3 separate regions of the Mus musculus genome follow, and all the other regions are linked to region 1. The links are chromatin contacts, called in public Hi-C and HiChIP or PLAC-seq maps. All regions are on one chromosome and are shown on one strand. Each heading gives the region's core, a stretch centred on a gene start, on an enhancer-like site or on the middle of the called end of the contact. The rest is flanking DNA. Distances are from core to core; before and after follow the strand shown.

The links. A called contact is a pair of places that touch in the nucleus more often than the background predicts. HiChIP or PLAC-seq counts read pairs in DNA pulled down with a chosen protein or histone mark.
Region 2: an H3K27ac HiChIP or PLAC-seq map of the HPC-7 cell line shows a contact between it and region 1, with 6 times the contacts expected there. The contact joins the promoter of Tyms here to the enhancer-like site in region 1. A contact is called at or near these places in 5 of 115 datasets of contacts at active chromatin or transcription factors (the 230-238 cell line, the HPC-7 cell line, effector CD8 T cells and 2 more) and 1 of 9 other capture datasets (macrophages).
Region 3: a Hi-C map of Th1 cells shows a contact between it and region 1, with 2.2 times the contacts expected there. The contact joins the promoter of Garem2 here to the enhancer-like site in region 1. A contact is called at or near these places in 1 of 39 promoter capture datasets (stem cell-derived epiblast-like cells), 2 of 484 Hi-C or Micro-C datasets (the HPC-7 cell line and Th1 cells) and 2 of 115 datasets of contacts at active chromatin or transcription factors (embryonic stem cells and stem cell-derived neural progenitor cells).

The regions. Positions count from the first base shown.
Region 1 is chr5:29,885,285-29,888,961 of GRCm38.p6, reverse strand. No RefSeq gene overlaps it. Among named protein-coding and RNA genes, the nearest start is that of Il6, 130 kb to the left of the region's middle. Within about 2 kb of position 1,396, at least 51 of the 459 cell types and tissues checked have an H3K27ac peak or open chromatin away from gene starts, as enhancers often do. A contact at or near this core is called in the HPC-7 cell line, Th1 cells and embryonic fibroblasts, where this site is marked.
Region 2 is chr5:30,072,093-30,075,788 of GRCm38.p6, reverse strand. Tyms (thymidylate synthase) reads left to right here and starts at 2,164. Exons shown (of 7, transcript NM_021288.4): 1 at 2,164-2,428. The coding sequence starts at 2,242.
Region 3 is chr5:30,103,730-30,107,537 of GRCm38.p6, reverse strand. Garem2 (GRB2 associated regulator of MAPK1 subtype 2) reads right to left here and starts at 2,342. Exons shown (of 6, transcript NM_001167879.1): 1 at 2,135-2,342. The coding sequence starts at 2,246. It overlaps 3110082J24Rik (RIKEN cDNA 3110082J24 gene), which reads left to right and starts at 1,452. Exons shown (of 3, transcript NM_001256263.1): 1 at 1,452-1,531; 2 at 2,124-2,475; 3 at 3,620-3,808. The coding sequence starts at 2,179. The coding sequence ends at 3,649.

The sequences.
Region 1 (3,677 bases), core at 147-2,646:
GTAGCATGTCCTTGTAATCTCAGAGTAGGGGAAAGGAGGTAGAGACAGATGGATTCCTGGGACCACTCAACAGCCAACCTAGCTTACACAGGCAGCTCCAAGAAAGTGATGGACCCTGTCTCCAAAACATGAGAGGTCTCCCTCTGACATCCACATACATGTGCATGCAGATCATGCAAACACTTGTACACCTCTCTCTCTCTCTCTCTCTCTCTCTCTCTCTCTCTCTCTCTCTCTCTCTCTCTTTCTCTCTCTCACAGACACACACACACACACACACACACACACACACACACACACACACACACACACACACAATGACTAAGCTCTCAGTTTAACTTAGGCAGCTCTCACTTTGAACTCCTGCATCTTACCTTCCACTCAGGTTGTTTTGTGACTAAAAATGCCTGAAGGACTCATGTCTTTGTGGCATGCATGTCTGTGCCACCCATGGCCAGAGAAATTTACATTGAAAGGCTGATCCTTGGCCAAAGGACAATAGAAACCAACAGTAAATGCTTCCCCTTACATCCACTGGGTAGACATGTTTGAGTCAGGTTTCAAGACTGATCTTTAGAGAAAGAGAATCAGGTGTCTATAAAAATAGTTACAAGAAGAGCATCTTTTTCTTGTTTTATAGCAGCAGCACCACCACCACTCATACCCTGAGGTCACTCCTCAGTATTCAACTGCCTACACACCAGCATTTGAGACACAGTAGAACATGACAGGAAGAGGAAAGGAGTGACTGGTACAGCCGGGCCTTGAAGAAGGTGAGGGGAGTTGGGTGGAGACTGCCTGTTACAAGAAGAGAGAATGTTTTCTCCGTGTGCCACAGGGGCACAGGTAAGATGACTGTGTAGGAATCAGTTACAATCATGTATCAGCATGTGCCATTACCAAGTCTGCTTGGAGTTTGGAACTTCACAGACAACAGGTTACCTGTCTGCATTTTAGTTTGGATTCAGAGAAGAAATTTGATAAATGTCATTTGTTGAATATTTGTATCTATATTTGTGCCTATAGGGAAATTTGTTGCAAAGACCTGGCTTATATAATGGTGAGGGAAAGAGGGATGAGAACTTTCCTATTCTATCCTATCCACTTTTCTATTGTTCAGGCTTTTTCTTACAGTATTCACACATTGATTTTACTAAGTACATGGGTGATACTTTAAAACCTCTATGCACGTTAAACATAGAATTTGCTCCTGGGAGGCAGCTGTGTAGAGAACATTTTTTAACTTACAGAATATACAAAGCAGTCAGCCACAAGCATTTCCGTTGTTCTGAATTACTCATCAGCCACACTTTTAAAAGATGTTTAGTGTAGCTTGTGCCTAGTGTATTCTGTGATAGTTCTCTTCAAGCTCTGTTATAAATTAATGACACATGCAGATACATGAATGAAAACCAATGATGGATTTCAGAATGACTGGGGTTGAGGTATGCAGAGTTTGTAACTGACTCCTAAACGATATCAGAGGAACTCGAGTTGGCCAAGACCTTTTGGTGCCAGGCAGGAGGGACTGAGGCTGAAACTCCAAAGCCATTCCACCACAAATTATCTCAGCCAGTCACCTTGGCCTGGGGCCTAGACTGTTTATTTTTAACTTAGCATGGTTTTAGTTTTCTCCACACTGATTTCAGATCTGTGCATTACTTGGCTCCTGACATAGGGTTCATGTTCATTACATTCCTGTTGAGAGTTTAAACACATATCCTGATAATGACTTCCAATTCGGCCAAAGAGTGGCAACCTGAAATATCAGCAAGCTATTTCTCTGAAGTGAGAAGCATAGGCTATCATCTAATTGATCATTGACTGAGTGACTGACAACGAATTTCTAACTTAAAGGGAGTCGGAGAATTAAAAAAAAAAATGCTCAAAGTGACCAGCATGCAAGAGAAAATGGGAAATTTCACCAGAGTTTAAAAATGAATGAAGTGTAAATGTTGGCAATTTAAGACAAGACATTAGAGATTAATTCTGTGGTCTTATTGTAATATTGATTCAGCTAAGCAAAGAACCGTTAAGTTGAAGACAGTTCAGCTAAGTTTCCATGTATCTAAATGCAAAAGGGGGGAGGTGGGAAAATGTAAGCCCAGCATGTCAAACTACAGGACAATGTCATGAGGGATATGGGAGCACTGTGGGAGAGGTGAATATGGTCAAATCACAGTGCATAAAATCCTCAAAGAACAATAAAACTGATACAATAATTCTCAAAGAAGTAATAAGTATATTTAAAAGAAATTTTATTTTAAAAACTTTCCATTTAAATATGACAATGAATGTACTGTTTAATTTGATAAAATGATGAGCTTCTAAGTCTTGTCTCTGAATTTTGAAGATCTAGAAAAGAAAATGACCACTGATAGCTTTTTGGAGTGGGAAGAGTAGGAGATGCCACATTTAAGTCATGGTAAAAGCATGATGGCAAGTGTGTTGGATGAGCTAGAATTATCTGAAAGTGGGGAACCTCAATTGAGAAAATGCCCCCATAAGATCTGGCTGTAAGGCATTTTCTTAATTAGCGATTTATGGAGGAGGACCCAGCCCATTATGAGTGGGGCCTGGGTTCTATAAGAAAGCATGTTGAGGAAGCCACAATGAGCAAGCCAATAAGCAGCATGCTTCCATGACCTCTGCATCAGGTTCCTGCCCTGCTCCAGTCCCTGCCCTCACTGTTTTTGATGATGAACTGGTATATGGAACTGTGAGTGAAATAAACCCTTTCCTCTCCAAAGAGAAGGAAAGAAGGAAAGAAGAGGGGAGGAGAAGGGAGGAGAGGGGAGGGGAGAGGGAAGGGGAGAGGGGAGGGGAGGGGAGAGGGGAGGGGAGAGGGAAGGGGAGAGGGAAGGGGAGAGGGAAGGGGAGAGGGGAGGGGAGAGGGGAGGGGAGGGGAGAGGGAAGGGGAGGGGAGGGGGGAGGGGAGGGGAGGGGAAAGGGAAGTGTCTTAGTCAGGGTTTTTATTCCTGCACAAACATCATGACCAAGAAGCCAGTTGGGGAGGAAAGGGTTTATTTGGCTTACACTTCCATATTGCTGTTCTTCACCAAGGAAGTCAGGACTGGAACTCAAGCAGGTCAGGAAGCAGGAGCTGATGCAGAAGCCATGGAGGGATGTTCTTTACTGGCTTGCCTCACCTGGCTTTCTCAGCCTGCTCTCTTATAGAACCCAAGACTACCAGCCCAGAGATGGTCCCACCCACAAGGGGCCTTTCCCCCTTGATCACTAATTGAGAAAATGCCTTACAGTTGGATATCACGGAGGCATTTCTTCAATTGACGCTCCCTTTTCTGTGATAACTCCAGCTGTGTCAAGTTGACACAAAACTAGCCAGTACAGGAAGGAAGGGGAAAGGGAAGGAAGGGGAAAGGGAAGGGAAAGGGAAGGGAAGAGTATAACTAGGCTCAGGTCATACCAGAGTTTCTAACTAGACTCTGTAAGTCTGGAGAAAAAAAAAAAAGGATTAGCCTCTCTAGCAAGTGCTATCTAAATCCACTCTAGTGTAGTATCATCCAATAGAGAATTAGCATTATAGGGACTTGGGCTGTTGGGAGTGGAAAAGGTGGGGACTGGTGGAAGAAGTATATCACTGGGGACATATCTTTGAGGGATAAAATCTTGGCCTAGCTCTTGCCTGCCACTCCTCTATTTTTCTAGCTGCCATG
Region 2 (3,696 bases), core at 915-3,414, 190 kb before region 1:
ATGAAAGCCAGAAGATCCTGGACAGATGTTATACAGACACTAAGAGAACACAAATGCCAGTCCAGGCTACTATACCCAGCAAAACTCTCAATTACCATAGATGGTGAAACCAAAGTATTCCATGAAAAAACCAAATTCATATATTATCTTTCCACAAATCCAGACCTTCAAAGGATAATAGTGGGAAAACACCAACACAAAGATGGAAACTACACCCTAGAAAAGCAAGAAAGTCATCCTTCAACAAACCTAAAAGAAGACAGCCACAAGAACAGAATCCCAACTTTAACAACAAAAATAACAGGAAGCAACAAATATTTTTCTTTAATTTCTATTAACATCAATGGACTCAATTCCCCAATAAAAAGACATAGACTAATAGACTGGATACACAAACAGGACCCAACATTTTGCTGCTTGCAGAAAACCCACCTCGGGGACAAAGACAGACACTACCTCAGAGGGAAAGGCTGGAAAACAATTTTCCAAGCAAATGGTCCAAAGAAACAAACTGGAGTAGCCATTCTAATATCGCATAAAATTGACTTCCAACCCAAAGTTATCATAAAAGACAAGGAGGGGCACTTCATACTCATCAAAGGTAAAATCTACCAAGATGAACTCTCAATTCTGAATATCTATGCTCCAAATGCAAGGGCATCCACATTCATTAAAGAAACTTTAGTAAAGCTCAAAGCACACATTGCACCTCACACAATAATAGTGGGAGACTTCAACATCCCACTCTGGCCAATGGACAGAACTTAGAAACAGAAACTAAACAGAGACACATGGACACTAACAGAAGTTATGAAACAAATGGATTTAACAGATAGCTACAGAACATTTTATCCTAAAACAAAGAATATACCTTCTTCTCAGCACCTCATGGTCCCTCCTCCAAAATTGACCACATAATTGGTCACAAAACAGGCCTCAACAGATACAAAAATATTGAAATTATCCCATGCATCCTATCAGATCACCACAGACTAAGGCTGATCTTCAATAACAGCATAAATTACAGAAAGCCAAAGTTCACGTGGAAACTGAACAACACTCTACTCAATGATATCTTGGTTAAGGAAGAAATAAAGAAATTAAAGACTTTTTAGAGTTTAAAGAAAATGAAGCCACAACATACCCAAACATACGAGAACAATGAAAGCACTCCTAAGAGGAAAACTCAGCTCTGAGTTCCTCAAAAAGAAACTAGAGAGAGCACACACTAGCAGCCTGACAGCACACCTATAAGTTCTAGAACTAAAGGAAGCAAATTCACCCAAGAGAAGTAGATAGCAGGAAATAATCAAATTTAGGGTGGAAATCAACCAAGTGGAAACAAAAAGAACTATTCAAAGAATCAATCAAACCAGGTGCTGGTTCTTTGAGAAAATCAACAAGATAGATAAACCCTTAGCCAGGCTAACTAGAGGGCAAAGGAACAACATCCTAATTAACAAAATCTGAAATGAAAAAGGAGACATAACAACAGAACCAGCGGAAATCCAAAACATCACCAGATTGTATTACAAAAAGCTATAGTCAACACAACTGGAAAACATGGATGAAATGGACAATTTCCTAGACGGATACCAGGTTCCAAAGTTAAATCAGGATCAGATTAATGATCTTAACAGTCCCATTTCCCCTAAAAAAGTAGAAGCAGTCACTAATAGTCTCCCAAACAAAAAAAGCCCAGGACTTAGCACAGAGTTCTATCAGGCCTTCAAAAAGACTTAATTCCAATTCTCAAACTATCCCACAAAACAGAAACAGAAGGTCCTCTACCCAATTCATTCTATGAAGCCAAAATTACTGTGGTTCCCAAACTACATAAAGATCCAAGTACAAGTATCGTATAAGCCAAAGGCTCTTTTTGAGACTGGGTCTCAAGTACCTAGGCTGGCCTTGAACTTGCTATGAAGTGAAGGCTTGCCTTAAACTCCAGATCCTCTAGCCGACTCAATCTCCCAGGAGCTGGGATTTAATGGCATGCATCCCCACACCCTGATCCTATAGGCTCTTAATGCCATAATAGGGTAAATACAGATTTGAGAAAGTGGGCAGGTGTTTGCCTTGCAAGCTGTAACCACTTCTGTCACGTGGGGGCGGGGTCTGCCACGGATTCTGGCGGCCGGAAGTTTCCCAGCAGGAAGAGGCGGGCTGGTGTTGGAGGAAAAGAGCGCCAGGAAGGTCCTGGTTTTGTCGCTGACTACACTGCTGCCAGACTGCTCCGTTATGCTGGTGGTTGGCTCCGAGCTGCAGTCCGATGCTCAGCAGCTGAGCGCGGAAGCCCCACGGCATGGAGAACTCCAGTACCTGAGGCAGGTGGAGCACATTTTGCGCTGCGGCTTCAAGAAGGAGGACCGCACGGGCACTGGCACCCTGTCGGTGTTCGGCATGCAGGCACGATACAGCCTGAGAGGTAACTGGGGCTGGTCTGCATTAGCGGGAGGACGTCCGGCAGGCAAGCTGGGCACGCGGAGACGCCGGGCGAGCGTTCTTGGATAGCCCTAACCCGGGCTCTGAGGTTCTAGGAGTCCTAAACTTCCCGTGCGCGACCCAGGTGACAACTACTTCAAGTAAACCAGGTTCTGAAGGTCTGCCTTTGACCTTAGTCCCTGTTAAACCTTTTCTCCCGAATCCAGTTTCAACCAGTTGTGCGGCCCAGAGGGAGGGAGTGGGAAGAAACCTGCGGGAGCTTGTCCAAATCCTGCTCTGAGGTCTTGACTTTGCTCCTCTTCTTCCTCCCCTTATCTCCTGCTCCCCTTTGCTGCTGCTTTTAAAATTGGAGCGAAAATGGCTTGGGCGGTGCTACGGCTGCGCGGGAAAGGGGGAGACCCGGGCCTTAGGCGGGAACTGTGGGGTTTTTCCTTCCAACAGCCTTGGCTTTTATATTTTATTTTATTTTATTTTATTTTATTTTATTTTTGGTTTTTCGAGACACAGTTTCTCTGTGTAGCCCTGGCTGTCCTGGAACTCACTTTGTAGACCAGGCTGGCCTCGAACTCAGAAATCCGCCTGCCTCTGCCTCCCAAGTGCTGCAGCCTTGGCTTTTAAAGAGTAACAAGAGGCTGTTGAGGAGCAAAGGATGGAATCAACCACAGGGCCTGGAAGGGCACAGAACCTCCTAGGTGTTGGCTGAGGATGGGGGTGCTAATGGTGGCATTCAGGAAACATGAAGAGCAACCTGACACTGGAGTAGAGAGTAGCTTTGAGTGGGGATATGGCCGCTCTTAGGACATTTGCTTAGTCTCAAACATTTTCTGGAGCTGTAAACTACAGCTTCTACTGCACAGATTGGTCCAGCCTAAAGGACCTCCCAAGAATTGTGGACCCTGATGAACCACAGACCTTTTAATTCACGTCCTCTGCTTAGACTGTGGACAGGTTTTTTTTTTTTTTTTTTTTTTTTTTTAAAGTATAGTTGTGTTTTGTTTTTGTCCTTTACCTCTCTAGTGTTCATTCAGCTTTTCGATGATGTTAAAGCTGGAAGTAGTGCTCTGGTTGCAAAACCTTCACTCAGACTACACCACTAACCTGAGCATTTTCACTTTGCCTTGTGGGTTGCCTCACCTGCACCACCCCTTTGCCTCTTAAGCTGTGGACACTTGTGCATTTCCTTTGGGTACCTGCGAAGTGGAGGTCACAAAGTTCCCTGATAGCCATTCCGAGGAGTAAACAATTCTGTTT
Region 3 (3,808 bases), core at 1,093-3,592, 220 kb before region 1:
TCAAAGGATAGGGGAGGAAACCCCACCCCAGAGAAGCTATTTCTTAAAGTTGGGGTAGCACAGGCACTGGATTTAGGAAAGCAGAGTGGGGGAGGGGGAAGGAGTCTAGTCTGAGGGAAACAGCCCAGGGGCAGAGGTGCAGGGGTTGGGAGGGGTCTGGGCTCAAGAGGCTCCATCCCCAGCAACGGTTTCCAGGGGAGCAGGAGGGGGCAGCCCAGCTTCCAGGAGACTGATGGGGCGTATCCTGGATGCAGCTGGTGGGCACAGTGGGGGTGGGGATGTCTCCTTCCCAGCCCCCTCACGTGCACACGCGCGTGTGGGCATACACACACACACACACACACACACACATCTTACAATTTTTCTACCAGCCCAATGAATGGGAAATGGTTTACTCTAACAGCGGGGGACTTCATAAAGCATGTCTATGTGGGGTGAACAATGGGTGGGGTATGCAGGGCTTTCAGGGGAAGATCTCCCATTCTGGGTGTGAGGATGTATGTGCACTAAAGTGCAAATATGCACAGGGGAGGTTTGTTGTTTCTCCTCCAGCTCTACAAGCTCTCCTTGGAGCTAATCTAACAAGCCCCACCCCCCACTCCTCCACAGAGACACAGGCCAAAGCCACACAGGTATACACACCAATAGCCAGGGGTCACCCTCAGCAATAGTTCAGCTGCACCCAACAAGACAAATGCTTGTCATCCAAACAGCACAACTCAGTCTCAAGATCCTACCAGGGGACCCCTCCTGAATGCATACCAACGAGAGGACTTCCAAGGACACACAATTTCAAGCATACATTTTTATTCTAATGGTTACGACAGTAATAACCACACTGTCACAGACAGCTAGGCCATCCCACACTATTGCTCATTCATTCATTCACTTAATGAATGAATGTCCATACTCCTTGGCCCTCCCCAAAAGCCAGCAGCCCTGTGGAATGGGGCGCACAGGTGTCAGGGAAGCACAGAGAAGTCCTAGCCATAAAGAAGCGCTCAGAAAAGAACTCAAAGAAAAGGGTGTCAAAGAGATGCGTGGGAAGTGAGCAGGAAGAACCTAGGGCAGAATTTCCTATTCACAAGCAGACACAGTCCAGCTGCAAGCGCAGTCCTGGGATCTCACGCTGAGCAGTGAGTGAGGTCCCACCAGAGTTAGACTGCCAGGTATTCCACCTAAAGGACCGGGACACACTGAAGTCCCACTGAGCCTGCTTCGGCCCGCCTGGTGCTCACTGTGCCCAGTTCTTGCTGTTGCGGGTCTGAGGAGGGGCTGCCAGTCCAAGAACAGCACAGGAGTCCCATTAGCATTCAGGGAAGCGAGTGTGCCAACGCGGGCCAAACCCCTATTCTTCTCACACACAAAACCCCCAGCCTGGCTGCCAGCCCCGGCTCCCGCCCCTCCCCCAACCAAACAGCTCCCCTTTCCCCCAACACTACAGTCCTCTTGCTCTGTGCAGCCTTCAGGCTCTCCTATATTCGGTCCCATCATCGGAACACCCGCACCTGCTGGCGAAATAGGACGAGAGGTGGGGGAGGGCCGGGGGTCCTCTGCTGAGATAGGGAAGGGTGTGTGTGTGTGGGAGGGGGGTGCCTGGTGGCCGGCCCGCTCACTCAGGCCTCTCCGGAGGATAGTCTGCCCGTTGCCAAAAGACCTCAGGATGTCAAAGGACGGTTCAGGAAAGGTCCCAAAAAGGGACTAGCGGGGATGGTAGGGAAAGACCTATCGTGGTCCAAGAGATGCGGTACGATGAAGGTGAGAGGCTGGAAGACAAAGGGATCAAGGGGGTGCGGCCTGGGCAGGGGCCGATAGGCGCCGGGAAAGCGGGGTGCACCGACAGAGCGGCCCACAGACTCAGCATCGCTACTGGCTCCAGGGGGACTGAAAACTTTGTTGCAACCCTGCGGCCAGTTACTAACCCTGTGGGGGGTCGGAGGGGCCCAGAAGCGGCTCCCAGACTTGGGGGCTCCGGTTGTGCCAGGAGCAGCCCCAGAAGACAAGCAAAGCCCCCCATCAACGGGGACAGGGAGGGTAGTGACTGAATGCGCCTGTAAGTCCTGCCAGCTCCAACAGAGCGAAGCCCCGACTTTTCGCATCCTCCGCCTCCGTCTCCCCTCTAGACACCGGGTACCTGGTCCGAGGCAGGCGAGCGTGGGCAGGCGGCAGCGGCTGACGATGAGGTCCAGCGGGAAAGCGCCCATGCTCCAGCGCAGCCCGGCCAGCCCGGCCGCCAGCTTCTCCATGGCATGGGCGCTCCCCGGGGTTCGCCGTCCCGGGACCCCGACGGCCAGTCCCGCGCAGCTCGGGCTGCGCGCCCACCACCTCCTCCTGGGCCGAAGCGGCGCTCCCCGCCTGGCAGCCCAGCTGAGCCTCGGGAGTCACGTGGCCAGCCTCCTTCCACGGGGCATCAGCCCCCACCCCCATCCCCGCCCCGCGCCCCGCCCGCCGGGCCCGCACCCCCGGAGCGCCCAGGTGACAGGGTGCTCGGGGTGGAGATGGTTAGGGAAAAGAGAACAGGTCCGATGGGACTCTGGCCGGGTGGGTGTCCGAGGTTTTCCCCTCGTGCCAAGGCCTCGCGGAGTCCGGACTCAGGATTGCTGCGTTGCTCACATCCGCTACTCCAAGCTCAGCGGCGGGGATGCTCAGACTGGGGAGGAGCAAAGAGGGCAGGCGGCACTTGGAGTTTGAATCTAAGTAGTGTTGGAATCCTGTAAGAGCACTTTCCGAAACCCCGCTCCACCCCCCCCACGCCCTCCCCCTCCCCCCAATCTGCTCTGTAGATGGGAAAACAGATTCAAACCTGAACGATTGGGGTCAGTGGCAGCACTCTTTTTTTTTTTTTTTTTTTTTTTTTTAAACCGTCTCTTTCTTTTCTGTTCTTTCTACCAACTTTCATATCCCCTCCTGTCTGAAGCTCTCGAGTTCTTAGAGGAGAAGCCTTTCCCAGAAACTTTGCTGGCCTTGCTCTCGCACCCATCTGGAGGCTCACTTCGCTTCAGTGTGTCTGCGGCGCCCTCTGCAGGTGCAGGCCGGTCGTGGCTGAGTGCTCTTCAAGAAGGACCTTGGTCCCTAGTCTGGTCCTTAAAAGTATGGACTCTATTCAGTCTTGGCCTCCATGCCCTCAGGAGACTTCAACACGTGTACACACAAACCCTTTCATCTGATGCGCCTGAACCCGTCTTTTTGTATGTAGTCTAGGTTGGTCTTCCCACCCTCCTGCCTTAACCTCCTGGAGTACTACAGGCCAGGCATTACAGCCTTGAGCCATGGCGCCAAGAGCGTTTTTTCCCTTTTCTTTTTCCATACTCAGGGCCTGCCACGTGTGCTCCTCCAGCCCTTCTCTTGTTTTCGGTTTTCAGACAAGGCTCAAGAAGCTGCCCGGGCTGACCTTGAACTTCTTTCTAGCATAGCCACATCATTGAATTTCCCTTCCTTCTGCCTCAGTACCCCAAGCAGTATTTAATGGGCGTGGGGGCAGATGAAGGATGGAGCCGTGAAAGAGATGAGTGAATGAAAGTTCACTTTCCCACCTGGTAGGGAAGAGGGTCTCTCTTGAATAGTGTGACCACATGTTGTGTAATAGTTTCCTCTGAAGTTGAAACATTTTATCCTGCAGGCAAGCTTCTTAAGAAAGAAGATAAACTAAAGGAGCCTCAGGAAGTCCCTGAAACTCATCAGATTCTTTAGGACCAGCTCCAAAGCCATGCAACAAAGAAGACTCTGAGACCAGATCAGCAAGACCTGGAAGAAGCAGAAGCCTACCGAGCTACCTTGAAGAGGCTTAGACCAACTGAGCCACCTTGGA